7 separate regions of the Mus musculus genome follow, and regions 1, 2, 3, 4, 5 and 6 are each linked to region 7. Evidence: chromatin contacts called from public HiChIP or PLAC-seq and promoter capture Hi-C data. All regions are on one chromosome and are shown on one strand. Each heading gives the region's core, a stretch centred on a gene start, on an enhancer-like site or on the middle of the called end of the contact. The rest is flanking DNA. Distances are from core to core; before and after follow the strand shown.

Evidence for each region. Promoter capture Hi-C pulls out the DNA fragments that hold promoters and counts their contacts. HiChIP or PLAC-seq counts read pairs in DNA pulled down with a chosen protein or histone mark. Capture Hi-C pulls out chosen DNA fragments and counts their contacts.
Region 1: a contact with region 7 is called in a promoter capture Hi-C map of liver. The contact joins the promoter of Asb6 here to the promoter of Dolpp1 in region 7. A contact is called at or near these places in 10 of 39 promoter capture datasets (the C10 cell line, the HPC-7 cell line, the SN4741 cell line and 7 more), 1 of 15 datasets of contacts at CTCF or cohesin (large pre-B cells), 3 of 484 Hi-C or Micro-C datasets (B cells, CD4 T cells and bone marrow-derived macrophages), 21 of 115 datasets of contacts at active chromatin or transcription factors (bone marrow-derived macrophages, double positive thymocytes, effector CD8 T cells and 14 more) and 4 of 9 other capture datasets (adipose tissue, embryonic stem cells, liver and 1 more).
Region 2: a contact with region 7 is called in a promoter capture Hi-C map of embryonic stem cells, with 2.6 times the contacts expected there. The contact joins the promoter of Sptan1 here to the promoter of Dolpp1 in region 7. A contact is called at or near these places in 5 of 39 promoter capture datasets (the C10 cell line, cranial neural crest, embryonic stem cells and 1 more) and 1 of 9 other capture datasets (liver).
Region 3: a FOXA1 HiChIP or PLAC-seq map of pancreatic cancer cells shows a contact between it and region 7. The contact joins the promoter of Prrx2 here to the promoter of Dolpp1 in region 7. A contact is called at or near these places in 6 of 39 promoter capture datasets (the C10 cell line, cranial neural crest, frontonasal cranial neural crest and 3 more), 9 of 115 datasets of contacts at active chromatin or transcription factors (embryonic basal ganglia, embryonic forebrain, embryonic hindbrain and 6 more) and 2 of 9 other capture datasets (adipose tissue and liver).
Region 4: a contact with region 7 is called in an HNF4G HiChIP or PLAC-seq map of pancreatic cancer cells. The contact joins the promoter of Ptges here to the promoter of Dolpp1 in region 7. A contact is called at or near these places in 4 of 39 promoter capture datasets (the C10 cell line, cranial neural crest, hippocampal neurons and 1 more), 5 of 115 datasets of contacts at active chromatin or transcription factors (embryonic basal ganglia, embryonic midbrain, embryonic stem cells and 2 more) and 2 of 9 other capture datasets (adipose tissue and embryonic stem cells).
Region 5: a contact with region 7 is called in a promoter capture Hi-C map of trophoblast stem cells, with 4 times the contacts expected there. The contact joins the enhancer-like site here to the promoter of Dolpp1 in region 7. A contact is called at or near these places in 10 of 39 promoter capture datasets (the C10 cell line, the HPC-7 cell line, HPC-7-derived erythroid cells and 7 more), 6 of 115 datasets of contacts at active chromatin or transcription factors (astrocytes, bone marrow-derived macrophages, embryonic basal ganglia and 2 more) and 3 of 9 other capture datasets (adipose tissue, liver and pancreatic islet).
Region 6: an HNF4G HiChIP or PLAC-seq map of pancreatic cancer cells shows a contact between it and region 7. The contact joins the enhancer-like site here to the promoter of Dolpp1 in region 7. A contact is called at or near these places in 4 of 39 promoter capture datasets (the SN4741 cell line, cranial neural crest, embryonic stem cells and 1 more), 6 of 115 datasets of contacts at active chromatin or transcription factors (embryonic basal ganglia, embryonic forebrain, embryonic midbrain and 3 more) and 2 of 9 other capture datasets (adipose tissue and embryonic stem cells).

The regions. Positions count from the first base shown.
Region 1 is chr2:30,825,943-30,829,761 of GRCm38.p6, reverse strand. It overlaps Asb6 (ankyrin repeat and SOCS box-containing 6), which reads left to right and starts at 1,462. Exons shown (of 6, transcript NM_133346.2): 1 at 1,462-1,688; 2 at 2,664-2,839. The coding sequence starts at 1,576.
Region 2 is chr2:29,963,780-29,967,249 of GRCm38.p6, reverse strand. Sptan1 (spectrin alpha, non-erythrocytic 1) reads right to left here and starts at 1,690. Exons shown (of 57, transcript NM_001177667.1): 1 at 1,465-1,690.
Region 3 is chr2:30,843,626-30,846,959 of GRCm38.p6, reverse strand. It overlaps Prrx2 (paired related homeobox 2), which reads right to left and starts at 1,593. Exons shown (of 4, transcript NM_009116.2): 1 at 1,279-1,593. The coding sequence starts at 1,525.
Region 4 is chr2:30,901,743-30,905,506 of GRCm38.p6, reverse strand. It overlaps Ptges (prostaglandin E synthase), which reads left to right and starts at 2,210. Exons shown (of 3, transcript NM_022415.3): 1 at 2,210-2,417. The coding sequence starts at 2,289. Gm52550 (a long non-coding RNA gene) reads right to left here and starts at 2,252. Exons shown (of 3, transcript XR_003954020.1): 1 at 2,188-2,252; 2 at 1,857-1,972; 3 at 1,033-1,479.
Region 5 is chr2:30,777,035-30,780,809 of GRCm38.p6, reverse strand. All of the region lies in intron 3 of Gm39783 (a long non-coding RNA gene), which reads right to left. Among named protein-coding and RNA genes, the nearest start is that of Gm39783, 7.4 kb to the right of the region's middle. Within about 2 kb of position 1,324, at least 26 of the 459 cell types and tissues checked have an H3K27ac peak or open chromatin away from gene starts, as enhancers often do. A contact at or near this core is called in trophoblast stem cells, where this site is marked.
Region 6 is chr2:30,863,098-30,866,886 of GRCm38.p6, reverse strand. The region is part of intron 1 of Prrx2 (paired related homeobox 2); the gene reads right to left. Among named protein-coding and RNA genes, the nearest start is that of Prrx2, 20 kb to the right of the region's middle. Within about 2 kb of position 1,621, at least 100 of the 459 cell types and tissues checked have an H3K27ac peak or open chromatin away from gene starts, as enhancers often do. A contact at or near this core is called in the SN4741 cell line, embryonic stem cells and pancreatic cancer cells, where this site is marked.
Region 7 is chr2:30,390,403-30,394,192 of GRCm38.p6, reverse strand. Dolpp1 (dolichyl pyrophosphate phosphatase 1) reads right to left here and starts at 1,939. Exons shown (of 8, transcript NM_020329.4): 1 at 1,681-1,939. The coding sequence starts at 1,756.

The sequences.
Region 1 (3,819 bases), core at 213-2,712, 440 kb before region 7:
AGCCAAGTGCTGGAGCCACTGAGGAAAGGAGAAGTGACCTGGACAAAGGCACAGACCCAAAGCAGGAAGCCACGATGTCCAGTCTTCATGGTGCTGGGTATGGAACTCGAGGCATTCTGCTCGGTGAGCCAACTCCCAGGCCCAAAGGGGAACTTTTTTTTTTTTTTCCCCATGAATAGGGATGTTTTGCTTGCATGGCCATATGTGCATCACTTTTGTGCCTGTGCCCACAGCGTCCAGAAGAGGGCACCAGATCCCCTTGGCCTAGAGTTATGGGTGGCTGTGAGCCACTATGAGGGTGTTGGGAGCTGAACCTGGGCTGATCAAGATCTCTCCAGTAACCTGCCACCCTCCACCCGACTCCTCCCCCCTCTTGGAGATAGAGCCTCACTATGTAGTCCTGGCAGGCTAAGAACAGAACCTAGGTCCTTTGCAAGAGCAGCCAGTATTCCTAATTGCTGAGCCATCTCTCCAGCCCCTGTACAGATTTTTTCCCCATTATTCCCTTAACAACCCAATAAACAATGACCAACCTGGTGTTTACTCTGTTGGGTGCAGAGTCCCATAGAGCTGAAATAGGTCATGAGAGGAGCTGTGTACCCATTCTGTGTAAGATCCTTGGCCACTGGGTTTGGTGTCCTGGGCTATCCTGGAACCAAGCCTAGCATCCCAACACTTGAGAAGTGGAGGCAGGAAGGCTCTTGGTTAAAACAAAGAAGAAATTTTGTTCCAAGCCAGTAACTCTATGGCAGATGGCAGGTGCCAAGCAGAGAGAACACAAGCCCCCATAAGGGATTGGAGCTACACCTATGATGGTGCAGCCTCAGGACCATTGACACCTCCCCATAACTGACCTTTTTAGAGTCATCAGGGCCTTGCCGCAGGACTCAAAGTTGCAGCCACTCAAATTTGCGTAGGGGGACGCTACCTGGTACAGTCCTTTCTGCTATGTCAAAGCTTCCTCCTGCTCAGGGTCTAGGCAAGTGATATTATGCCAATTTTCCAGATCAGGACATGAAGGTTCACAGAGTCCCTCCAGTGAAAAGTGGGAAAAGTGGGCAGCCTGTTTGGCTAGGCGTCAAGGGACAGAGAATAAGGAACTGCCCCCAGCGTCTGTGGGGAAGAGTTGGGGTGCAAGATCCTCATTACGCCACTTGGTCTACACAGTGGAGAAACTGAGGTGGTTGCAGCCTTTCCTTAGAGAGTGGCCAAAGTCAAGTAGGCTGCAGAAAGTAGTGTTCAGGCTCCGAATAGGGCCTGTGTCACCTCGGATTGGAGCCAGTCAGTAGCGGGGCCGCATGCCCCGTCGGAGCTCAGACGCCCTTCAGCGGCCTCGCGGGGAATTTCAGTGCGGGGCGGAGCCGGACAGTGATGATCGCCGCGAGGTCCTCCCCGGCGGCAGGGGGCAGTGTGACTCACATGCTCCCTCAAAGGCCCGCACGGACCGGAAGTAGGAGTGGTAGGATAACTTCCGGTGCGGAACTGGGGCCTGGGAGGATTGCTCACCGGCGCGGGGTCTGAACCGGTAGATCGGGAGGTGGTGGCCTGTGGGTGTCGGAACACGCGGCCGACGCCATGCCGTTCTTGCACGGCTTCCGCAGGATCATCTTTGAGTACCAGCCCCTAGTGGACGCCATCCTTGGCGCCCTGGGCATCCAGGATCTGGAGCGGCAGGAGCCCCTGGATGAGTAAGTCGCTGCGGTCCTCTGTGGTTGTCGCAGCGGGAGTGGGAGCTGCGTGGCCGCGAGCTCGAGCTCCAGCCTGAGGCGGGCTCGGAGTGTCTTGTAGGGCAGAAGACCCGGGCCTCTGCTGCCTGTGCATGGATGCTGGAGACGTCCTGGCTGGGGCCGACCGGACTTTCGGCAGACAGCAGGCCTCTCCGAGAGCCTCTGGGGAAGCAAGCCGGTGTGGTCCGTGTGCCCTGTGCAGACCTCCTTGGGTACTCGGAGCGCTACGCCTTCGGAGTGCTTGTGCTACAGAGACAAGCGAGCACCCAGACCGGCATCGCGGTCTGAGATGCAGAGTAGGGTGGGGCAGAGGAGCTAGCAGTCTCACCAAGGATGTCTTTTCTAAACCACATCAGCCCTTTCCTCTGCGGCCTACTCTGTAAATGCAGTGCCAGGCGTTTTTAAGAACTCGGAGGCGGGGCCGCAGGGCTGCACAACAAGGCGCTACTGCCCTCCTTTGGCGGAGCCCAGCATATTTAGGAGGGCTGCCCCAGATAAGCGTTTTGTGTCCGGGCGTTGGTCAGATCTTAGGGCCCACCTGTTGCAAGAGGTCTGGTGGGTGAGATTAGGGCGAAGAGCAAGTAAGGCGCGTCGTGGCCAGGTGACTCTGAAGGTGGTGTTTGGGCCGTTGTCAGAGCTGGGGTAACATATGGAACAGCGTCCAGGCCCAAGATGCACTTAGTAGGTAGTTTTGTCTAGGAAGGGTGAGAGCTTTAGGGCTACCCTCAAGGTGGTGTGAGAGAAGATGGGGCAGAGCCAGCACTTTGACAGCATGCTGAAGGATGGCTTTGAAATCACTTAATGCTTTTGACCAAGAAAGAGTTGTGCCCCACAGAGCATGCGCAGCTTGTGTGGATGCTTGTGAAAGGGCACACAGGCTAGGGCCACTGGCCCCCGTGAGTTCCCACTTTCTCTGTTCTGCCTCTTGGTGCACAGTTCTGCTTCCAGCGAGGAGAGCCGGATCCTGGTCCTCACGGAGCTGCTGGAGCAGAAGGCTCACTCTCCATTCTACCAGGAAGGCGTGAGCAATGCGTTGCTGAAGATGGCTGAGCTGGGCCTGACCCGGGCAGCTGCTGTCCTTCTGCAGAGTGGGGCCAACCTCAATTTCGAAGGTCAGCAGCATCCTGAGGATGGGGGTGGGGTGAGGAGGACTAGGCAGCCAGGCCCAGCCACTGCTTTTCCTCCGGTCTTTGGGGTGACTTCCCTTGTTCTTTTCCTGTGGGTGTCTTTCTGGGGGCTCTTAGCGCCTCTACTCCCACATCTTCCAGATCAATCCTTCTACCATGTAGAGAATACACTGGCAATGCCCAGAGCTAAGGGCAGGTGATTTCTCTGCTCTGAGCTGTCCTGCAGGTTTTGCTCTGGCCCTAGAGGTGGGAAGATAAGCCACACTGGGCATCTGTTACAGCAGGCTGCATAGGTTCTTTACGCATCAGGAATGATGAAGGGCCAGCCACCTGTCCTGCCATTGGCTGTCACCCCTAGGAGGTAGGAGACAGGTAGGGCTGCCTATGAGCTTGTGGGGGTCAGTGCTGACCCCCACACAGGCCTTCATGCCTTTCATTGGAAAACAGGCTCAGAGACTACAGGGAACTTGGGAATCCTACAAGCTACAGATGTTGGGGAGGGGGGGTTATTCCAAAACCCATCCACATTATGGTCAAAGGGCCTGGCTGTGTGATACATGCAGAAGGCTGAGGCAGAAGGATCTCTAGCGACCTTGTGCTACCTAGCAAGGTCAGGGCTGCCAGAGCAAGGTAGTAGGGACCCTGGCTCAAGAAAACAAAGGCTGGCCTAGAGAGATGGCTCAGAGTGTTAAAAGCACTGACTGCTCTTCCATAGGTCCTGAGTTCAATTCCCAGCAACCACATGGTGGCTCACAACCATCTGTAATGGGATTTGGTGTCTTCTTCTGGACAGTTACAGTACACCCATATAAATAAAATAAATCTTTACAAAACAAAACAAAACAAAGGCTGGCTGTGCTAAGCTGGAGCATGAAGCCACACTGCATTCTCCTCAGGAACAGCCCTGAGGGGGAAATAAGCAGAAAGGAGCCGATACAGATGAGCTGTAGCCTACAGGAACACAC
Region 2 (3,470 bases), core at 441-2,940, 430 kb after region 7:
CACACTTTGAGGGTCCCTTTGAGGAATTAATGACCCAGTTACTAAAAAAGGCTTATTGTTAATTTCCTGCAGGGGATCTACTGCAGCACATTTTTTTTTTCCAACTTTGACTTCAATTTGACCTTTAAAATCTAAGACATTTAGTATGAGTGGGAACCTTGGCTCAATGGCTTCATGCAACTCACTGTTGCTAGTGCTATTCTTAAGCTCTTGTTTCCTGGCTACAAGACACCCCCACCCTGCCATCTTTGATACATTCTGTTTTACTTAAGTCCAATTGCTATGACAACGCAATTTCTGAACACATTATTAAAATACTTCATATGGTTGGTTTCTCTTGTATTCCTTGACAGTCATAATAATTAGCTTTTTGAAAATACCAAGGGTAAAGAACAAACGACTTAAAATGTTTTGGGTCTCTATATAGAAAAACCTGATTATCTGAGAGGCTGAGGCAGGAAAATCCTGAGTTTGAGGCCGGCCTGAGCTATTCAGCAAATTCCAGGCCAGCTGGAGTTACACTGTAAGAGCCTGTAGAGAGAGGGACAGAGACAGAAACAGAGAGATGAAAGTCAACAAAGCCCTATGAAGTGTAGCAGTTCGAAATGATTTCACCCTTTCTGGGACATTCATTTAAAACACACCGACCCTTACTTACATAGAAGCCCTCTTGATGTGTGTGTGTGTGTGTGTGTTTGTGTGTGTGCGCGCGCGTGTGTGCATATGTGTGTGTGTAATTCTAGTACCTGAGAGGATTTTAAAATCAAATTTTTCCTGGAGAAGCATTTCATCAAATTTGCAGGGATAGCTTCAGACAAAAGACTGTTCTATCACTTCACACTGGCACAGCAGTAGAATTTGACCAAAAAAAAACCCCCAAAAAACAAAAAACCCAGAAGCCTTCGACTTAATGTCTTATATAGAAAGAAAAGAGCTGTAAGCTATTAAGTTATTTATTGGATTTGGATCTCCTCCAACCAAGCGGCACCGCATCTAACTATTATACTGGAGCAGGTCGGCACTGGAGAGAAAAGACATTTATTACCAGGAAAGAAAAAGGAGGCCTTTCTGCGGCCGGAGGGCCCGGGACCGCCACACAGGATGAAATTAAGGTCAGCGAGCCCTTCACTGCAGACAGGAGGCTCCGAGAGGTGCGAGCGCCGCAGTTGCGGGCGACGGGCGGTGCGGGGGCGCTCGCGGGTGGGTGCTGCCGAGGACCACCCCCCGCCACCTGCCGCGACGGGTGGGGCCGCGGGCGCAGGAAGGGGCCTTCGCGTACCTTCGGCGGACCGTGACACTCCAGGTCGCCGCCCGGCTCTGCCGCGCCCCGCAGCCCACGCGCCACAAAAGGCGGCGGCGGGGGCCCACGGAGCCGCCCGCGAGGCTCCGCAGCTCATCTGTCCACATCGCTCCGGTGCTCGGCCTCCCGCGGCCTTTCCCTTCCCGCCCACCGCCCTTTCTTACCGGCTCCTGGGGGTGAGGGGCGTGGGTCGCCGCGCTGAGGGCTGCTGAGGAAAAAGATGCGCCGCCGCGGCCCCTGCCTCACGCCGTTCGCTCCGCAGCGGATAGTGACGGCGGCGCGCGCGCACTGTGGCTTTTATAAGCGGCCGCGCGCGCCCCCGCGGCGGCCGAGCGCGAGCGTGAGGGAAGTGCCCCGGTTGGCGACGCGAGAGGCGGGACTCGCTGCTCCACTGCAGTACGGAGAGGACCGAGCGCGTCCGGAAGGAGCCGAAGCTGCGGGGCGGGGTGGTGGGGGTTGGGGTAAAGGACGGGAACGCGCTTGCGAGGGGTGCGGGGCGCGGCACAGAGCGGAGCAGCCGCCGCAGCCGCCCGCCGCGGCGTGGGACCCGAGCAATCCTGCCCCGCCCAGTCCGCCCTGCAGAGAATCTGTGCCGCACCCCTCCGCCCTGGGAGCCCTTCCGAGACTGCGGCGAAGGGCAGGGCGGGGCCCGCCGCCGCAGTCAGGCTGGGGATGTTGCTGCCCTGGCCGGAAAGACGCCCTGTCCCTTTCGGATGATCTCACTGGAATGTTGGCTCCCTCTTTGCACTTTTTCTGGGGGAGGCTTGGCTCTGGAAGACCCAAGTCTGCCTGTTCTGGTGGGGGATGGGGCCAAAAAAAAAAAAAAAAGATGATATAAGGATCCGTGTTTGAGGAGGTGGTAGGGAAAAAAATCCCGGTTAGGGAAAAAAAAAAAAAAAAAAAAGACTGATTTGTGGCGTAAGACTTTATTTCAGGATATGGAGAATTCTTCAGCAATCTTCCTGTTGCCAGTAGACAGAGTGTATTCGTCCCAGTTGATAAACGACATTACTATTTCTTTCCCCAGTATTAATTGAACTTTGCTGTTTAGCTGACACCGCACGTGCTTTGGGCTTTTAATCTCTGCTCTTATTTTACAAGGTAGATGTTGCCTTTCCCATTTTACAAATTAGCATCCTGATGACATAGAAGGTAGCTCTCTCCCCAGGTCAAGCACGAAGCAGCAATCAGAGAACCTAAGATTTGAACACAAGCGTTAAGCAAGTGGGTGCTAGACTTCTGAGAAAAGGAAAACACAATTTCTGTAATTTTTTTCTTATACACAACCCTTTTCAGGGCCTGGCTCTGAACTAAACTCTGTAGCCAGGCTCCCCTACTGCAAAAGCTCTTTCCCTTCCTCCATTTTGGGTGACAGCTGTGTGGCAACCATTGGAGTAGCACCCAGCTCATTCCTGTGTAGTCAGGCAGCTCTGCCAGGCATCAGCCTCCTGGTTACCAAGCCACCCTCCTATTTAAATAATTATAAAGAACTGGGCATTGCTCCAGAACTGGGATGAGGCCCAGTCCCAAGCTTCCTGGTCCTCTGCACTTTGGTTTCTGCTGAGCCTAGGATCTGCAAGGTGACTTCTAAGCTACTCTGACTGTAGGCATGATGGTGAAAGAACATTCCTAGTCATTTTCCTTGGAGAGGAGAGATTTAAAAAATAAAAAAAATAAAATAAAAAGGGAGTGGCCACAGCTCAGCGGCAGCTTCACAGACTCCTGAGATCCAAAAGGCAGGTGCTTGGAGGACAGCATTTAATGCCATCTTCTTTACAGAGAAAACTGGTTGAGGAGCTACTTCCTGGACTGGGCTTTTTTTCCTTTTCTTTTTTGTTTTTCCAGACAGGATTTCCCTTTGTAGTTTTGGCTGTCGTGAAACTTGCTCTGTAGACCAGGCAGGCCTCAAACACAGAGATCCCCCTGCCTCTTTCTCCTGAGTGGTGGGATGAAAGGCATGCAGAAATGCTGTGCATTTCTGAAAACAGCTGATGGTGACCATAGTAACCACCTCTTCAGTCAGCTGCAGCAAATTTAAAACTCAGATGTTCAGCACTGGGTACAAAATGGCTAGTATAACTTAACTCTCCACAATGTCTAAGACCTGATACTTCGGTGGCAAGGGCTCTCTGGGCTGGGCTCCATACTGAAAATAGGGGTTCTACTGTTT
Region 3 (3,334 bases), core at 344-2,843, 450 kb before region 7:
CTACAAATGGTGGGAAGTGGACACCAGCACAGAAGGCAGGGGCCTCTCGGGGCTGAGTGACATGCCTGCCTGGCAGCAGCAGGGGGTTATCAGAAGGTGCTCCGTGGATGTTTCAGGACACATGTGCTCACAGCCTGGCTTTGAGACAGTGTCACTGTCATCACTGGCACCTGAGAGCAGAGGCTCCCAGCTTGCTTGAGCATCCCTCTAACCATGATCTTCCACAGGAAGTGGAGTCCTTAGGGTGGGTGGGAAGGTGTGGGGGGCGGATACCAACCCCTGTTCTGTCAGCTCCCCACACAAACTCCCTCTTCTTTGAAAAGCTGAGCTGAGGACTTTATAATCCTGTGTGACTTTGTGTGTGTGTGTGTGTGTGTGTGTGTGTGTGTGTGTGTGTGCGCGCGCGCGCGTGGTGGTATTGGGTGGACTGGTTGTTTTTAAAGCCCCTTCCAGATGACCTTTAACCTCTGCTGGGGAAATAGGCCTAGCTAGCTGTCCTGAGAGATCCTCCACCCCAAACTGGTGGGCGTGGTTGTGCAGATATCTCCACCCCACAAACCCTCTGAAGACTTGTCTTAGTTTGAAGGTCCTAGACTAAGTTTGGCTTAGTGGCTCGGCCTCTCCACAGCCTCAGTTTCCCCCAGCAGCAAAGGCACCAGCTTCTGAGGGTAGGCTGGTATGGAGTGCAAGGGAAGCCAGCTTTCCCCAAGTCACACATCCTCAAGATTGTAAGTGGATCTGGTTCAAAGAGGGTCTCCCCTGAAGGAGGGACTTTTGAAACAACAGCAGGTCACCTCTCACCACACCACTGGACTGTGGTTTCTGTGATTGTGGCTCCCACTGTGAACAATCCAGTCCTCCAGTGCCCACAGCTGAGATCCTGCAGCTAGGGGGTTCCTTTAGCTGCTCTGGTCCACAGCCACAGTCTCGCAAACCCTGTGTCCCCACAGCCCAGGGATCCCACAGCCAGGGTTCAACAGTCCACTAGTCCTGCAGTCCATGGTCTCTGTAGCTGGGATCTTGGAGCTAGCTCTCTCTCTCTCTCTCTCTCTCTCTCTCTCTCTGTGTGTGTGTGTGTGTGTGTTGTCCCATTATCCGCCGATCCCACAGTCACAGTCGCACAAGCCAAAGACTCCACCAACTAAAAGTTCCAGAGCTAGTGGATCCTGCAGCCAGTGAACTCCTCAGCCCGAGTTACTTAAGGAAGGGATCCCTGGACCCGGAGTGCTGTAGTCCGAGTCCCGCCGCCCCTGCCCGGTTCCCACGCCGCACACTCACCGTCCTGCGGCGCCGCCTCGCTGCCGCTGCTGCCCCCGGACGGTTCGCGCGCCGCTCCCTCCCGCGCCTCGGCGGGCCCCGAAACGGGCCCCGCAGCCCTGCGCCCAGCAGCCGCCACCTCCTCCAGGTCCAGGAGGTGGCTCACCGAGAAGTTCTTGCGCGCCTGGGCGCAATCGCCGGGTGCGGGCGGGGGCCCCGGGCCGGGCGCTGGCGGGTCTAGGGCGAAGGCGGCGGCCGCGCTGTCCATGCCCTGGCCGCGCCTCTGCCGGCCGCCGCCGCCTCCCGCTGCTCACTGTGCCGGATCTCAAGTCAGTCGGTCGGGGACCCGAACTTTCTGCCCTCCCCTACGGGCGGACCGCTCACTAGCCAGCGGCCCGGGCCACACGCCCCTTGTCGGGGCGGACCTCGCCCCTGGCTCCCCTCCCCGCGTCCTGCGCCGTCCGGCGGGAGGCGGGGCCAGGCCGGGGTCCTCGGACTCCCAGAAGCAGTTTAGGGGGTGCCCAAATCCCGTGGGGAGGGGTCTTTAAATATCTCAACCAGAGTCTCTGGAGGTGATGGGTGGGGAATCCGCCTCTGTTTGTTGCATATTGGGGGTGGGGCACCCCAAGAAAGTTGACAGATCCTGTCCCCTCCAGTCCACTCCTTCTTAGACAGGGTCTCATATATTGCAGATTAGCCTCGAATTTGCTACGGAGCCAGGAGCGGCCTTGAACGCTTCCCAGATTGTCCCTCATTGTTCCCACACTGATGGAAAGAAGGAGAAGTTTTCGAGGACCACCCCGCTCCCTCCATGCCGAAAGGAAGGTTCGGGCATGGAGGCTGGGCCTTTTCTCTCATGTTGCAGTGGGTGACACTTATGCGCCTGTCCCCAGAATAGGTTCTCCTAAGGACCAACCAAGTAGGAAGGGGCGAGCTTCTGGGGTGCACAAGGAAGAGACTCAGCAAGGATCATAGATGAATGACAGCGGAGGGAAAGACAAACCAGGTCTATCTTTTATGTAACTTTTTCAAGAAAGACCAGAGAACCAGCGGGTGAGAAGAACGGAGACTCTTCAGGGCTCCAAATACCCCAAGTCTTACCCCAAAACTATTTTCACTCCCCTTGCTACTGCCAGAAAGACATGAAGTCATAGCACCAAAGAGAACACAAGGAGGTCTTCAGGGTGTCAGAGGCGGGCAGCAGGAAACCGTCTCGAGACCCACCCTGGAGACTCTGACCCACCCCGGGGTACCCTGAGTCTCTGCCAAGGACACAGGGATATTGCAAAGGGTCTGAGAAACGATCTAGCTCCTGTTCCCTTGCAGGACAGACCAGGAAAAGCTAAAGCTCATTTTAGTGCTCAGAGAACGACTGAAGTTGGCCTGTCCAAGCTCTTGTTTACTGCGCAAAGTGAGGTCCAGAGCCTATATACGTTGCATTAGGGTCTGGGGAGCGCTGTGGCCACAGTGGTATCCTTCATCTCATGTAGTCACCATTCAGAGCACGATGAGCAGAGATGTCCTACATCAATGCTCGGGCTCCAGCCTCCTGTGTTAATATCAAGACTGTGCTTGGACCTTGAGCAAGTATCTGAGACCCTAGTTTCCTTGATTGCCGAATAAATTATTGAGAGGAGTAAAGAAGTGGAGATGAGGGCAAGGGAGAAATGCTTGCTGTGTGAACACAATGTCACAAGTAAAGGCCAATCGCAGTGGCACCTGTAATCCCAGGGCTCCTACAGCAAGATGGGAGGCAGAAAGATGCGTTTATTGAGGACCAGAATGAGTCCCAGCATCCATGCTGGCCAGCTTACAATTACTTGTAATTCCAGTTCCAGGGGGATTCAACTTCACAGGTCAGAGCACTCACATGCACAAGGAGGGGCGGGGAGAGGGAGAGAGGGGGAGGGGGAGGGAAATATTAAAACATGACATAACTCTTATTTTTAAAAAGATTTGAGGCTGGAGAAATGGCTCAGTGGTTAAAAGCACTGACTGCTCTCCCAGAGGTCCTGAGTTCAATTCCCAGCAACCACATGGTGGCTCACAACCATCTGTAATGGGATCTGATGCCCTC
Region 4 (3,764 bases), core at 961-3,460, 510 kb before region 7:
TGGCGTTACTTACTGGCTGTTACACGACAGCTGAGGATTTGAACTTGGGTTCTCAGGATACTAAGCGAGTACTCTTACCACTGAGCCTTATGTAGTCTAGGGTGGCCTAAAACTCAGTGTGTGTCCAAGGTTGACCTTGAATATCTGATCCTCCTGTCTCTACCTCTGGAGTGCCATTTTGATGGTTGGCTCTGTGTGCGTGTGCGTGCACACACACATATACATTCAAGGACCATGGCGTAAGTATGGAGGTCAGAGGAGCCAGCTCATCGCCGAGCTTTTTGACCTGAAGCAGATCCCTGGCAAGGAGAGCAGAAAGCTGGCCTCGTGCCCAGATCCCCATCCTGTACCCACAAATAAAACCTGCTTTAGAACAACCAGACCTTTCCATGGCCAGTTCCCTGGGAGATATTTATCTCTTATCTAGTACTGCTAAGCCTTGTGTGGTGACCCTGCGCTTAGGAAACACAAACACCTTGTCAAGCATATCTTTAGTTCAGATTGTAAATCAGGGAGAAGCCACCCACAGCCCCAGCAGCAAGGATTCCCTCCTGTCAATCCAGCTAGACAGGAACCCTCTTCTGAGTAGGGGGAAACGGAGGCTCTGGTGTCCTCAGCGAGGAAGAGCTACTGCGTAGCGGGTGCTCTGTATCCTCGTTTGTAGACATGAATATTTTTCCAACTTAATCCTTTTTACACTTATTATCCATGAGTATACTCTCCAGCAGAGGACAGCCTGCTTAGGTGGATTCTATCTTCCCACCATGTAGATCTGGGAGAGAATCTCACCTATTCAAGCTGGTGGAGTGTACCTTTCCCTACTGAGCCATCTCATCAGCCCTGACTTTTGAGACAGGGTTTATTTAATATATCCTAGGCTGGCCTCACGTTCACTATGTAACCAAGGATGGCCGGACATATATCTCCAACCAAGACCCTTATAGTTCCAGCAACTGCTATGGTGTGTGTGTGTGTGTGTGTGTGTGTGTGAGAGAGAGAGAGAGAGAGAGAGAGAGAGAGAGAGACAAGATAGTCAGTTTCATTTTATAGCTAGGGAAATTGGATCAGAGCCCAGAGCTACATTGGTGCTCTAAGGACTGGCTAAGTTTACAGCCGAGTGGGGTTCAGGCTAGTTGCCCCTAGATCTCTTGCTTTGAGGCATGCATGGCAGGCTGATGGTGATGTTCCTTTGGCCTGATTACTGTTCTTTACGATCTAGCTGACTGACGAAGGGAGCGAGCAGGGAAGGTGTGTATTTGTAATTTGCTGGCAGCAGAGGCAGGGGGATGCTCGGAGCTCACTGGCCCGTCAGGCTGGCAGAATGATGAGCTCTGGAGCAGTGGAAGATCAGACCTCAAAATGTAACAGGGCCAGGCTGTACTGGTGCATGCCCTTCGTCGCAGCACTGGAAGGGCCAAAGCAGGGAGCTCTCTGAGTTCCAGGCCATGGGGGGTAGATAGTGAGGTTCTCTCTCTCTCTCTCAAAAAAGGAAAAGAGAAAAGTTAGGTGCTTAGGCTAGTGAGACCTGAATGTGACTCACATGGCAGAACAAAACCATCATCAGCAAGTTATCTTCTGACTTTCATACAGGTACTGTGGCACACAATAAATAAATAAACATAATTTTAAAAGAAATTAAAAATTAAGATGGACATTGAGAAAGTCATGTGACAGCAGCTACTGGCTTCCACGCAAAGGTGCACACACGTGAATATCCCCACCCATATGCAAATACACACACACACACACACACACACACACACACACACACGAATTGGTAATTGGGGGTCTGTGTCCTGTTAGAGGATGGCAGAAGGATCTGTCTCCTCACCTTCCATCTTGCAGAGACAACCCACCTCCATGGCTGCATGTCCAGCATTACAGCGGCCACACATTAGCATAAATGCCCTGGTTCTCACGCTCTTTCGGAAGGTGGGCATGGGTCAGTGATATGCAGACTGGGGTCGGAGACCTGATGTTAAGTGAGAAAACACTCTATGTAGTCTGAGGCTTTCAAAAGAACAATGGTCCTGAGCCAAGGATGGCGTGGGACACCTCCATTCCTCTGCTTCCCACCCCCCACCCGGACACTTGGAGCAGAAGTCTCTGGGTTCCTTCTTGACTTGAGCAGGGGGCCTGCTGCGGGTGATCAGGGTGGGCGGGGAGTGGGCGGGGGTGACCGCCTACTCAGGACTTGGCCCGCCTCCTCCTCTCCATAAGCCGCCTGTGGGACAGTCTCACTCTCAGTCCCGGTGTCCCCGAGTTGAAGTCCAGGCCGGCTAGCCGAGATGCCTTCCCCGGGCCTGGTGATGGAGAGCGGCCAGGTGCTCCCGGCCTTTCTGCTCTGCAGCACACTGCTGGTCATCAAGATGTACGCGGTGGCTGTCATCACAGGCCAGATGAGGCTGCGGAAGAAGGTACGTTCGCTGGTGGAGTGGGGGGGGGGGGGGGCGCTGGAGGAGAAGGGGATCAGCACTCTGCTGGCTTTTCCCTGCAAGAAAAGTCTAGGGACTGAAAAAACGTGGCCGAGATGTGTATGCCGGCGTGCGGTGGGAGCTGCTTCAAGGCTGCCGCCACCACAGCCCTTCTGGGAGCTGGCTTAGCCTTCAGCTCCTGAACCCTCTTGGTTTGAGAGTACTGGGGGGCTCCCTTGCGAGTGGAGCACAGGGACTCTTGACAGCGAGAGGTGTCTGGACCTGGCAGTTTCCCGGCAGGCAGGGAGATCTCATATCTGGGTGGAGTGGGAACCCGCAACGCAGGAGCCTAAGAAGTCTTTCCGTGGAAATTCCCACTCCCCATGGACGCCGCACACACTTGTGGCACCCTAGAGGGTGCCTTGAGGGACCACAGACATTCTCTGGTCCCAGTCCCGGCAAAGAAACCAAAGTAAAAGAACCTACGTGGAGCTGGTGGGAGTGGCCAGGGCTCCCAGACCCCTTCTAGGGGTCCATTGGAAGCGCCTAGAAAGTAGAAGCAGTGAATCATCTGCCCTTTACAGACACTTCCCCCTAAACCAACATCTGTCCAGCCCAGAGGCGAGGGACTCGGAGTACGGGGATGGGACGGGGTGGGCCGCTTGCCCTCCTGCCAGGTTCAGCCCCTGCCTGGGGCAGGTACTGACAGGAATGAAGGCAGGGCCACCCCTGACTGACTGACTGTCTCTCATTCTTCTGCTTTGGTTTGTCCTGGGACACAGATGCCAGGGAGAGATAGCTACATTCTGTTCTTGTCCCTTCTGTAGGGCCCCCAAAGTTGAGCACTAAGTCACCACCAGGAAGGCAGTAGGAGTTAGCTTACCCTGGTTTTCCAGTGAGTTAAGGAGAGGTCTGCCTACTATGGGATCCTTCCATCCCCTTTGAAGTTAACTCTGGCTCCCGAGCCTGACTTCCTCTAGGGCTCCTCTCCCCATGGGAGATGCAGGGGTGGAGGAAAGCCTTCTCTGCTTTGGGCCCTGGGCTCCTCTATTTCTGCCAAGTGGGACCAGGGAATCACACTCTGCATTGAGAGGACGGGAGCCGGCTCAGGATCCTCTCCCCAGCAGCCTGGAGATGTGGCTCTGAGAGGAAGCTGGAGACTTGAATGGTGAACACACCACCCATGCTGGTCCTTAAGACTGGTTCCTACTGGAATCTGCTGTGAACAGGAGCAGCCGCAGGTCTTTCCTGGAAGTGCATGCTGAGTGCCCCTTGACCCACTAGAGGTGGCTCCCTGATAGCTCATTACAGGAACTCCACTGGTGGCAAAGCTGGGCCCTCAGAGTTGGG
Region 5 (3,775 bases), core at 75-2,574, 390 kb before region 7:
GGGGTCCTGGCCAGATGACAAAGTGGACATCCAACAGGAAAAGAGAATTGCCCTCAATGTCTCTGTGTCTTTTTCTGAAACATATTTATATTTATTTATTTGTTTTGTGTGTGTGTTATCATAAACAAATAATATATAATTTATTTGTGTGTGTGTGGGGGGGGGCATGAATGTGCCTGTGCGCACACCTGAGGTGCTCAGGACGAGACCTTAGAGGGCTTCTCCTCCACCCTAACTCTGTCTAGACCTGCAGGCCTCTGGGCCTGATCTCCTAAATTTGCCCTCTGTGGTGCAGTCTTCTCTAAACCCACTGCCTACAGCACATTTTCAGGGGAGCCGTTGCCTCCCAACACACTGCTCCCTCTGTCTGCAATGCTCCCTTGTGCTCTGTATTTGGCTGTTGGAAAGCTGTAGCCTCCCCCAGGTAGCCTTCCTTGACTTCTTTCCCAGTGGAGTGATTGTTCCTCAAAGTGCCATGGTGCCTTCCTCCCGAGTGCTCCTGTGCCCTACAAGCCATATCCATATGTCACTGGTAAACATCCCTCTTCCCTCAGGGATGTGTGTCTCTTGAGGGCACCTGGAAGGCATGGAGCCAGCCCAAGAGCTGGGACCCAGAACACTTCGTTTTTTTTGTTTGCTTGTTTTTATTTTGGTTTTTGGTTTTTTCAAGACAGGGTTTTTCTGTGTAGTCCTGGCTGTCCTGGAACTCACTCTGTAGACCAGGCTGGCCTTGAACTCAGAAATCCACCTGCCTCTGCCTCCCAAGTGCTGGGATTAAAGGTGTGCGCCACCTCTGCCCGGCCAGAACCCTTCTGTTGAGTGAATGCAGATGTCTGGGTGCCAGAGGCTGATCAATGGCAGGTGTGCAGGGGCAGGTGTGCGGGGGCAGGTGTGCGGGGGCAGGTGTGCAGTGGTAGGTGTGCATTGGCAGGTGTGCAGGGGAAGGTGTGCAGTGTGTAAATGTTTGGCCAAGACCAAACCTTGGGGAATGAAAATGGACTGAGTGTGCCAGTCTCGAGGGAGGTCTCAGGTCCTAAGAATGCCTGGCTGTGGGGGAGGGGAAAGAGTGACCTTAGAAGAGTGACCTCAGGAGATAAGAGGGACAGGAGGGAGAGAGAGAGAGAGAGAGAGAGAGAGAGAGAGAGAGAGAGAGAGAGAGAGAGAGAGAGAGATTGTGCACAAGCCTGCAGGCTAGGCATACACTGGCTCTTGCCTCCATGACCTCTCTGTGACCCCCACCTGCACAGCCTGGGCCTCTCCACAGAATAGGAGGAGGGGCTGAGATCTCCCAGTGTCTCCAGGGGACCAGTGCACACCGCTGAACAGCCATTCTGTCCAACATCCCCATCCCCCAACTTTTGCCTGGGTCTTGCCTCAGGCCAGGCAGAGGTCAGGGAAAGGGCTGCCCTCCTCCCGCTGGCTGAGCACGAGACACCTCCTACTGTGTTGCTTTGAGACATTCACTCCACCTCTCTGACCTTAATCCTGGGCTACACTGGACTTGCTACAGCGGTGTAGGTTAGAACGGGCTTCCTCCAGCCTTGACACAGTGGCTGGGCTGTAGCTCATTGGTGGAGTGTTTGTCGAGTGCACAAAGCCCTGAGCAGCTTTTCGGGCATCTCATGAACCCATCGTGGTAACAAGCACCTGCGATTCCAGCACTAGGGAATTGGAGGCAGGAGAGTTGAAGTTCAAGGTTATCCTTGGCTGCATAGAGAGTTCAAGTCTCTGCTTGCCTTTTATCTCAGCGCTTCCCATCTCTGTGAAATTGAGACAGGCTTGGTTTACAGAGCGGGTTCCAGGCCAGCGCGAGCTACCTAGGGAGACCCTGTCTCAGACAAGACTCTGAGCGGAGGTGGTGGACAAGCTTTTCTTTCCTCCTTCCCACATTCAGGACCCTGCAGAATGTCCCTGAATGTCCCTGATATAGACTAGGATGGAGCCATGTGTTCTTCTCTAGGTCTCTAGGCACTAGGTGGTCAATGTAGGCTTGCTGTAAGTATCCAGGGGTTCCAATCCTCCACTCTGGGCCTCAGTTTCCTTAGCAGGCATCTCTGTCATTGAGTCCCTTAGCTCAGAACTGGTGCCTTTGTAGTCTCTGCCACACGCTCTCGGACAGTCCCCTCTCTTGAGTTTTAACCTCCCTGAGGCCTGGGGTCCGACTTTCTCCCTTTGCCTGTGCCTTCTCTCTTGGTCTTCCAGCTCCTGGTCACTAGAGAGGGACTTTGAATACAACCCTGTGCTGGACAGAGTCAAGCAGTCCGGTTTCTCTTTGCTTTTTTGTGATGCTAGAAGTGAACCTACTTCCTTTGCATACTCAGGCAGGTGCCGCACCTCCCATACAAAGGCAGTTCTTAGTGTGGCCTCAAGGCTTAACACAGCACAGTTGGAGCCTTCTCCATCTCTTCCTGAAGTGCATGCCCCAGCTCCCTGTCCGTTCCAAGACCTGCCTGCTCAAAGGTCACTCATCCCTAGCTTCTCTCCCAGGGGTCACATAGCCTTAGCCTGGCATCTCATACATCCAGACCATCAAAGTTAGCCAGCCTCACCTACTGTACCCCACCCAACCCCCGTGAGGCCTCCATATCTATTCTGCCTTGTTCTTGGCTCCACCGGGTACTGTGTTCAGCATCTTCTCTCTCCAGGGCAGAGATCTTTGAGGTTACCCTAGTTAGCTTTCGATTCCTATGATAAACACCATGACCAAAAGGCACCTGGGGAGGGACAGGTCTATTATTAATCACACTCCATCCCTGAGGGAAGCCAGGGCAGGAACTCGAGCCAGAAACCAACGCAGAGGCCATGGAGGAGTGCTGCCTGCTGGCTTGTTCCTCATCTCTTGCTCAGTCTGTTTCTTACAGCTCAGGGGTCGCACCACCCACAGTGTGCTGGGCCTATGACACCAATCACTAAGAAAATGCCCCACAAGCCAATCTTGATGTTCTATCTTCTCAATGGTGCTAGCCTACTACCTGCCCTCAGGGAAGGGCCTGTGTTGGCTGTATCACTTGAGACTCATACCTCTTCCATGAGTTTTGCTTCTGGGGGTTGGGGGGGGGGGAGCCTGTCCTAAGGCCTAGGAGGAATCCAGTCTACACTTAACTACTGTGTGTCCTTAGGCAGAGCTCCTACCTCTCTGTGCCCTGGATCCTCATGTATAAACTAGAGATCATGCTGGCCCTGATGCAGGGGCAGGGGAGACGCTCCCATGGCTCATGGCATCAGGCTCAGCATAGGCAGGTAGCTGTCACCTTCACCCTGCTGTGATGTTGATGAAGATGGAGGACATGGTCTCTCCAAGGGCATGCTGCATCTGGTTTGCTGTAGGCCTTAAGAGAATCTGTAGAGAGTACTTAGAGGGCCTGCCTGGAGGGGGTGAGGAGGTAGGGGTGGGGTCTGTGCATGTGAGTATGTGTGGAGCCAGCAGGAGAACCTTCAAAGGGGGAGGGATGGAAGGGAGGAGGGGTGGAACGGAGGAGGGAAGAGGGATGGGAGATAGGACGGAGGAGATATGGAAGGGAGGAGGAAGGAGAGGGAGGAGGGATGGAAGGGAGGAGGGATGGGAGGAAGGAGGGATGGGAGGGAGGAGGGATGGGAGGGAGGAGGGATGGGAAGGAAGAGGGAGGAGAGGGAGGAGGGATGGAAGGGAGGAGGGATGGGAGGGGGAGAGATGGGAGGAAAGAGGGAGGAGAGGGAGGAGGGATGAGAAAGAGGAGGGATGGAAGGCAAGAGGGATGGGAGGGAGGAGGGATGGCAACAAGCTGGGAAGCAGTGC
Region 6 (3,789 bases), core at 372-2,871, 470 kb before region 7:
AAGGTCAGAGAGTACATAGATTGGAGGAGGTTAAGTGTGTGTGTGTCCTCTATCTATGAAGCTTTGGGAAGTCATCATCATTACTGCGTGAAGACTTTCCAGTGTGGCTGCTTTAGGGTCCTCGGCACTCCCATAAGCAGCCTCTCATGCATGCTCTGTAAGTAAGCCCAATACACTCATTGCCTCCCCACGGTGAACTTTGGTTTGACAATCTTATAAGGAAGGGGTGGGTGTTGCTTAAGTCTCCCCAAGAAAGACATTCCAGAAACACCCACATTTGCCATGTCTTAGGCAAGTTACTTTAACTGCCCTCTCTAAATGGCTGTTTCTAACTTGGAATTTGCAGAGAAAAGGGTGCCAGGAACACAGAGGTCTCGCTCCTAGGTATCTCTTAGCATCTCAGAGATCAGCTCCCTCCTTCCTATGATACTTCATGGCGAAAGGAGTAGAAATGCAGGAACACACACACAAAGGAGTGGAAATGCAGGAACACACACATGCATACATGTGCATGTTCACACACATATATGCACAAACACACATGTGCACACAGACACATGCATGCATGTGCATGCTCATGCACATACATGCACATACACACATGCACACATGGACACTCACACACACACACACATGCACATACACAGGGCAAGTCCACCAGCTTCACTGATTTTCTGAAGTTTGATGCTAAGCACCTAGTCCCCAGAGCCTTCAGGCACAAATTGGATTCTATCTCTAAACCATTGTTCCCTCTCTGCCTCCACCCCTGTTCTTTGGATCTCAGTTTCTCTGAGAAGTGGGCTTATGAGTCGTCCTCTAAGGTTTTGGAAGAGGTTTAGGGGTTGCTGGAGTTCTTGGAGTTTGGACTGTCCCCAGCCCTGGCTACTTGGCCTCTGCAAACGCCTGGGGTGTCTCCACCCAACAGCATCAAGAAGCAATTGGTTTGGTCTGGAGAGATGGCTCAGTGGTTAAGAGCACTGACTGCTCTTCCAGAGGTCCTGAGTTCAATTCCCAGTAACCACATGGTGGCTCACAGCCATCTGTAATGGCCCTCTTCTGGTGTGTGGACAAATAAATAAATAAATAAATAAATAAATAAATAAATAAATAAATAAAAAAGCAATTGGCTTGTTGGGTAGGGATAGGCAGCCCTCCTTTCTCTCCTACATCAGAACCAGGGAGCTTGGAGTCTCCTCAGAGCTGGACCACTCTTTCCCAACCACTCAACAGAAAGGATGCAAACCACACCCACTTCCCTCCCCTAAGAACAAGGCAAGCACCTCTTCAGGAGCCAACCTGGGCTAGCCTGGCCTCCCCGGAGATGGGTTTTACCCACATTGTTTTCTTCTCTCCTCTACCAACCTAGGACATAGTAGGTCACACTTGGAAGCCCAGAGACCATCGCAAAGCTGGAATGGGGACATCAGAGTTGGGGCTGCAGGTGTGTCGCTGGGCCAGGCCTCAATGAGATCCCTTGTTCTGGTCTGGTGGATGACAGACAAGCCCATGGCAGAATCGGGGTTTCAAAGCCGCACCCCCTTTTCTCCTCCCCTTCCCAACTGGCAGCCCCTAAGATGACTCAGCTTTAAAACAGCTTATGCAGGATTTAAGCAAACAAACTCTGGGGGCGGGAGGGTCCTCAGCACGCAAGGAGCAGGAACGGCTGAGGGCTGGCTTTTGGGATGCCCCTTCTCTCAGCCGGTCCCGAGTCCTGTTCTCGTCACTCCGGCCTGGGGTCGCAGGACCCCGGGGACCGCGCCCTCAGACGCCTGCCATGTGTGCGCCAGGCCGAGCGTGCGAGCCGCCGGGGCGGCCAGGGCGGCGCCGCCACATCTGGTTCCAGGCGCGGCCCTGGCGCCGGCCTCGCCGCAGCCCCGCGGCCCAGACACCGTTAACAGCCTGGCGCGCCCTGCCCTGTCGCATCCCGGGTACTACCGTCACCATCCCCATCCCCCACCACGGCCCAGGAAGGGAAACTGAGGCTGGGAGGTCCTATGGAGAAATGGCACAGCAGAGAAGGCACTGGGCTAGACCCCATCCTCGGCTGTAAGACACCCTGTCACCCCAAAGTAGCAGTCATGCAGCCCCTCCTTCTCCGGGACCCTTAGACCTTGCGCCTAGAGGATGTGAGGTTTTGTGGGATGCTCCAGGATCGTGGGTGACCAAACTCCATCCATTCGCCAGCAGAGCTCCAGAGAACAACCAGGTTCTTTGGTGTGCCTGAGAGCTGCCCTGCCCTACAAAGGCCTTTCTGGGCATCAAAGGAAGAGCCTAGTTGGTCTGTAGACGAGACTATGATCTTTAGGGGCAGTCTGTCACACTCCAGTATCTGGTGATAGATTGCAGTTAGCTACAACGGGCTACTGAGTGGCAGTCCTGGCACCTCTGGCTGCTCACAACGACACATATGTGCTTGCACACTGCGAGGGCTTCTTGTCTCTGGCTCCTGCAGTTTTTCTACAGAGGGGCTTTCTAAGGAGGTGGGGCCACATCAAAGCCAGCACTCACCTTTTTCTGAGCTGCACACTGGCAGAACAGAAGAACCCGGCCCCATTCATTCACCCCCAAACCCACTTGGGAGACTTGCTCACCCAGGAATGAGAAAGTCTGGATTGTAGAACAAAACCAATTTGCAGACTTGTGAGGAGGGAAGGTGCTCTCCCATGGGAGGTTAATGCCCTGCCCTGAGACCCGTACAGACAGTTTTACTCTCAGTTAATCCACCTGCAGGGGATGGGCGGGTCAGGAGTCACGTTCTCTTGACCACTATTCTAAGAAGTGGAAGTGGGAGGGGGCATGGAGGGTGTGTGTGTGTCTGTATGTGAAAGAGAGACAGAGACAAAGAGACAGAGACTAAGAGACAGAGAGACAGAGACAAAGAGACAGAGACAGGCTGGGGCTGGGGCAGCTGGCCATCAGGGACCATTCATCAACTTATCTGTCACCTCCTCATCCTGGCTCTCCAGAAAGGCCACTTTATGTGGTTTCTGGTGACCGAACTCAAGTGGCCAAGTTTGTGCGGCAAATACTTTACCGCTCTGTACGGTAGAGGGCCTGTGGCAGATTCTGACCACTGACCCTTGTCACCTTGGCTAACTTCCACAACATGCCTCTCAGACGGGAAGCTCTTAAGGGTGTGCAGATCGCGGATGTCCTTTCTGAACTGAAAGGCTGAGAGCGCCCTTGAGACTTACAGAGTGACCTTGGGCTCTCATGAGCTCTGGCCTGAGCTGAGCTGGGCCTGACCACCTGCCTGGAGAGTGTAGAATATCTCTGCGCTGCTGGTCACCCCAAAAGCTTCACTGTGGGTGCTGAAGTTCTACCTTAGACCTCTCTGAGCTAGCCTAGATACACTCCCATCACCGCCCCCAACACACACACACACACACACACACACACACACACACACAAGGTGAGGCATTTGATGAAACACCCTCAATTTAATTCCCAGAACCCATGGTAGAAAGCTAAATCAGTCCTCCTTTGACTTCCATACGTATACAAATGCCCACTGTCTGTTTGTCTGTCTGTCTGTCTCTCTCACACACAAGCATGCAATAATAGCAAATTTTAAATAAAATTTAAGAAACACTTTTTTTTAAACAAAATTCAATGGTAATCGGGGCCGGGGAGACGGCTCCACAGGTAAGACTGTTTACTGCACAAGTGTGACCGTGTCAGTTCAATCCTTAGAATTTACACTAAGAAAACAAAAACAAAACAAAAAACCACAAGCACTAGTGTGTGTCTAAGATGTGGAAGTGGGAGGGGGCATGGAGGGGGTGTGTG
Region 7 (3,790 bases), core at 690-3,189:
ACAAAAGCTAAGAGGCAGCACAGCCACAATCACAAGGGTGAGAGCCTGCTGAGATGTGTGACTGGGACATGGTGACCCACTGGCTAGTGTAAGTAGCTGTGTGGGGCCTCTCTTTGCCCTCTGTACTTTAGGGTAGTGACAAGGTCTCCATAACCTACTGTCTTGAGTGTAGCAATGTAGGACACGCCACAGGACTCAGGCATGAAGGAAGCATGTTCAGTGTAGTGAGCGACATCAAGTGCAGGGGTACCTTGCCAGATATCCTCGGGCTCAACCAGCCCCCACAGCACACACAGCCTTGTATGTGTTATGGTGTTCACAGCTGCAGGCTCTTCTCACCTGAAAGGCCATGAGCCCTCCAAGAAGCTACTCTGACGCCAAGGACGGAGAGTCGGGAAGCTGTGGAGACCCCAGTCAGGTCTCTCCCCTTCACCAGGCCTGTTTTCCCTCCTCAGGGGCAGAGACTTTCCATAGAACAAGAGTGCAGGGACTTCATCATTCCAAACCCCGAGCTGGCCCAGGGCCTTGCACCCGGGAGATGCTATGCTAAGGGAATGCAGAATGAATGGATGGATGGGTGGTTGGGTAATGAACAGGCACTTTGATAGGGCCCATCCCTGGACTGCCACACCTTAAGTATAACCCAGAACACCCAGAGGCAAAGTTCTCCTGGCCTGTGGCCCTGTGTTCTCAGCAGACCCAAGTTCTCAGGCCCTCTACCCAAGAGGACAGGCCCTTCCTGGACAACCAGAGGCCAGCAAGGGGGCCCCGGCTGCTCAGCAACAAACATTTATCCAGGGAGGGTGCTGGCAAGCTAGAGAGATAAACTACAGGTATTTACTGGGTGTCCACTGTGGGCCAGGCTCTGTGCCCAGCACCTCTTAGGCCTGTGGTCATTTGAGTCACACACCATTACAGAAAGGAGACACTGTACTTGGAGCCACTTAAGATGAAGTGACTGGAGGGGTGGTGCCTACCCTGGAGCCCGGAAACGTCTCACCCCAAGGCCTAAGCTCCGCTCCGCTCCACTCTATGGAGCCGAGCCGGAACTTCAGAACCATGGCTAATGGACCTTCCCACCAGAGAGGCGGGCACTCCCAGAGGCGTGTCAGATGGAAGCTCTTACAAGTCAGGCTCCCAGGGGCTGCATGCCCCCTTGGCGGCTGGCCTCTGCCGCGCTGCTCAGGGCGTGGCGCCGCAAATTCTCCCAAACCTGGCCTGGGTTTGCACACTCCCTGCAACTGGGAGCTTTCTCCAGTGAGCAGCCCGCAGCGTAGTGAAGGAAACTGTCACTCCCTGCACAGCCGAGCAGGAGTGCGGCCTCTCTGGCTCGGGGGAGGGCGGGGCACAAGGGACAAAGTCCAGGCCCAGATCCTCGCCCGCCCTATCCAGACCCTCCCCCGGCCCAGGACAGCCCACCAGCACCCCGGGACCCCGGAGAGCGACTCGGCCGCGCAGCCGCAGAGCACACGAGCGAGCCGCTCGCAATTTCTCCCTGCTCATCGCCGCCTCACTGCGCCTGCGCGGCGCGCGCGCCGGCCGAGCCCCTCCAAGGCTCGCTGTTTGACAGTTCCCACCGCGGTTCCAAGGCGCCCCGAAGGCGGTCCGCGCGGCCCGGAACGCCCGGGGCTGTGGCGGCAGCTCGAGGAGAACGTCCTCGGAGCCGGGGCAGGCTCTTACCTGCAGGGTATTCGACGTGGGTGAGGGTCACTGGCCGCCATGAAGCGGGGAGCGAGCACTGTCCGTCCGCTGCCATCTTACCCGGAGACCGGGCTTCGCAGAGCAGCCAATGGGGAGCAAGGGGGGCGGTGGTCCTGACCTATCACGCCGGGGAGACGCCACGCACCCAATCCGAGGCCGATTGCAGGTAGTGGCGCAGCCATTCAGTGTGCAGGTCGTGAGGCTGGCCCGTGCGGCGAATCAGAGAGCGGGGACTCGCGCAGCTTTGCCAGTGTCCAATCCCGTGCGAGTTCAGGTAGTTGACTAACCAATCAAGAGAATGGAGCACTCGCAGCGCAGGACAGAGCGCAGAACAGCCAATCAAAAGGTAAGCTTAGCTCGGCGTGTGGGAAGGGCGAGCCAATCAGGCGCTATCTCGGGGGGCGTGTTGTACTTTGGTGGGAGCTTTGGTTAGGCTGGCACCTGCGCCCAGAGTTAAAGCTCCTGAGAACCCAGAGCGCAGTGGAGGAGCAGCCTCAGCACCACCGGGTCTCAACCGACCCATTTGGAAAACAAAAATGTGTTCCTCACTATGAAGGCTAGGCTTGCCCCAGCATCATTCTGCCTCGTCCTCCAGGTTCTGGCTTCCTGTCCATAAATGTAAACTGAAGTCAAAGACCTAGTGCAGTTTTTTATTGCCCTTTACTGACAGACAAGAGGTGCAGTTCCGCAAAGGAACTTTTCTGTTAAAAAAAAATTATTGGTCCTCACTTCTGGGATGTAGCACATATTGTAGATATCTTAGATGGGATGCTATACGTTTCAATTACGCCGTAGCGTAGTGAGGCCACTTGGGACCATTTTCAGTATAATCCAGATGTTCCATCTACCCTTCTCTGTTTCCCCATTCTTGAAGAAACATTCTTGAAGAAACAGCCACACCTCCCACCCACGTCCCCTTTCTGAACCAACTCTCTCCAGACAGACCTACTTACTGTCTAGGCCAGATTCCAATTCCTCAAATTTCTCTGCAAGGAATGGGCACACACACTCCTGCCCCATTTGCCTGGCCCAGGCTGACTTGTCAGTTCATAGCTTCAGGTTCTGAAAATTAAGAGAAGGGCCTCCACAGAAGCAGGGGGATCTCTGTGAGTTGGAAGCCAGTCTGGGCTACCTCAGAAAGGGGGTGGGGGAGTTCCAGTGGTCTCCCACAATTGCACCTCCTTTGCCTACCTCATCTCTGGCTACACTTGACTGTAATTATTTCCTTGTCTGCCTCTGCCAGTATGCAACGGTTCTCTGACCTCTGACTAAGGCCCAGAGCATGTACAGTAAAAAAATAAAAATAAAAGCAGGTTCCGGGTCTGCCTTAGACCTGGGGGTACCCAGTAGGTCTAGGTTGGAGCCTTGGCCCTCCATATTCTATGTTCTGAGGTCACTAGCTACAGTGGCTTAGTCTGGCAGCCCGTGGAAGCCAGAATTGTAGGTTACTCTAAGTAGGCTGGGGACTCAGAATCCCCCAGTGGTGTTCAGCTTGTCTTCCGTCTCCCTACCCAGCCTGAACTTATCCAGCTGGGCCCACCTCCTAGTCACCTGCCCTTAGCTCTCTCTCTCAGGCAAAGTCATTATTAGCCTTTGAAAGAAAGAGGTGTGAGACGTGGTCATGAGCTTCCTAGAATAGTTCTCTGAGAGAGAGGGCACCCATGGAAGGTCAGGCTGCCTTGCCCTTCTTCAGAGTCCCAGAAACACAGAGAGAGCATCCCTAAGGAAGTGACAAGATGAAGAACTGAAAATGTGTGGGAGTTATTGGGGCGAGTCTCCAGCAGGAAGAAAAGCTGGACTTCTTGTGGGGGAGGTGGGTGGGGCTGAGCCACTGAGTCTCTGAGGGAATAGCTGGTGCTGAGGGTACAGAAAGCTCTGAGGGTAAGTAAATAATGAAGGAATCTTTTTCCCCCCGAGGCAGGGTCTCAGTGTGTAAACTTGACTGGCCTGGAACTCATTATGTAGATGTTGTGCAGATCTCAAACTCACTGAGATCCACCTGCCACTGCCTCCCAAGTGCTGAGACTAATGGTATGGTCCGCCACACACACTTGCTTTTGCTATTTTTTAATTATATAAAATATTTAGC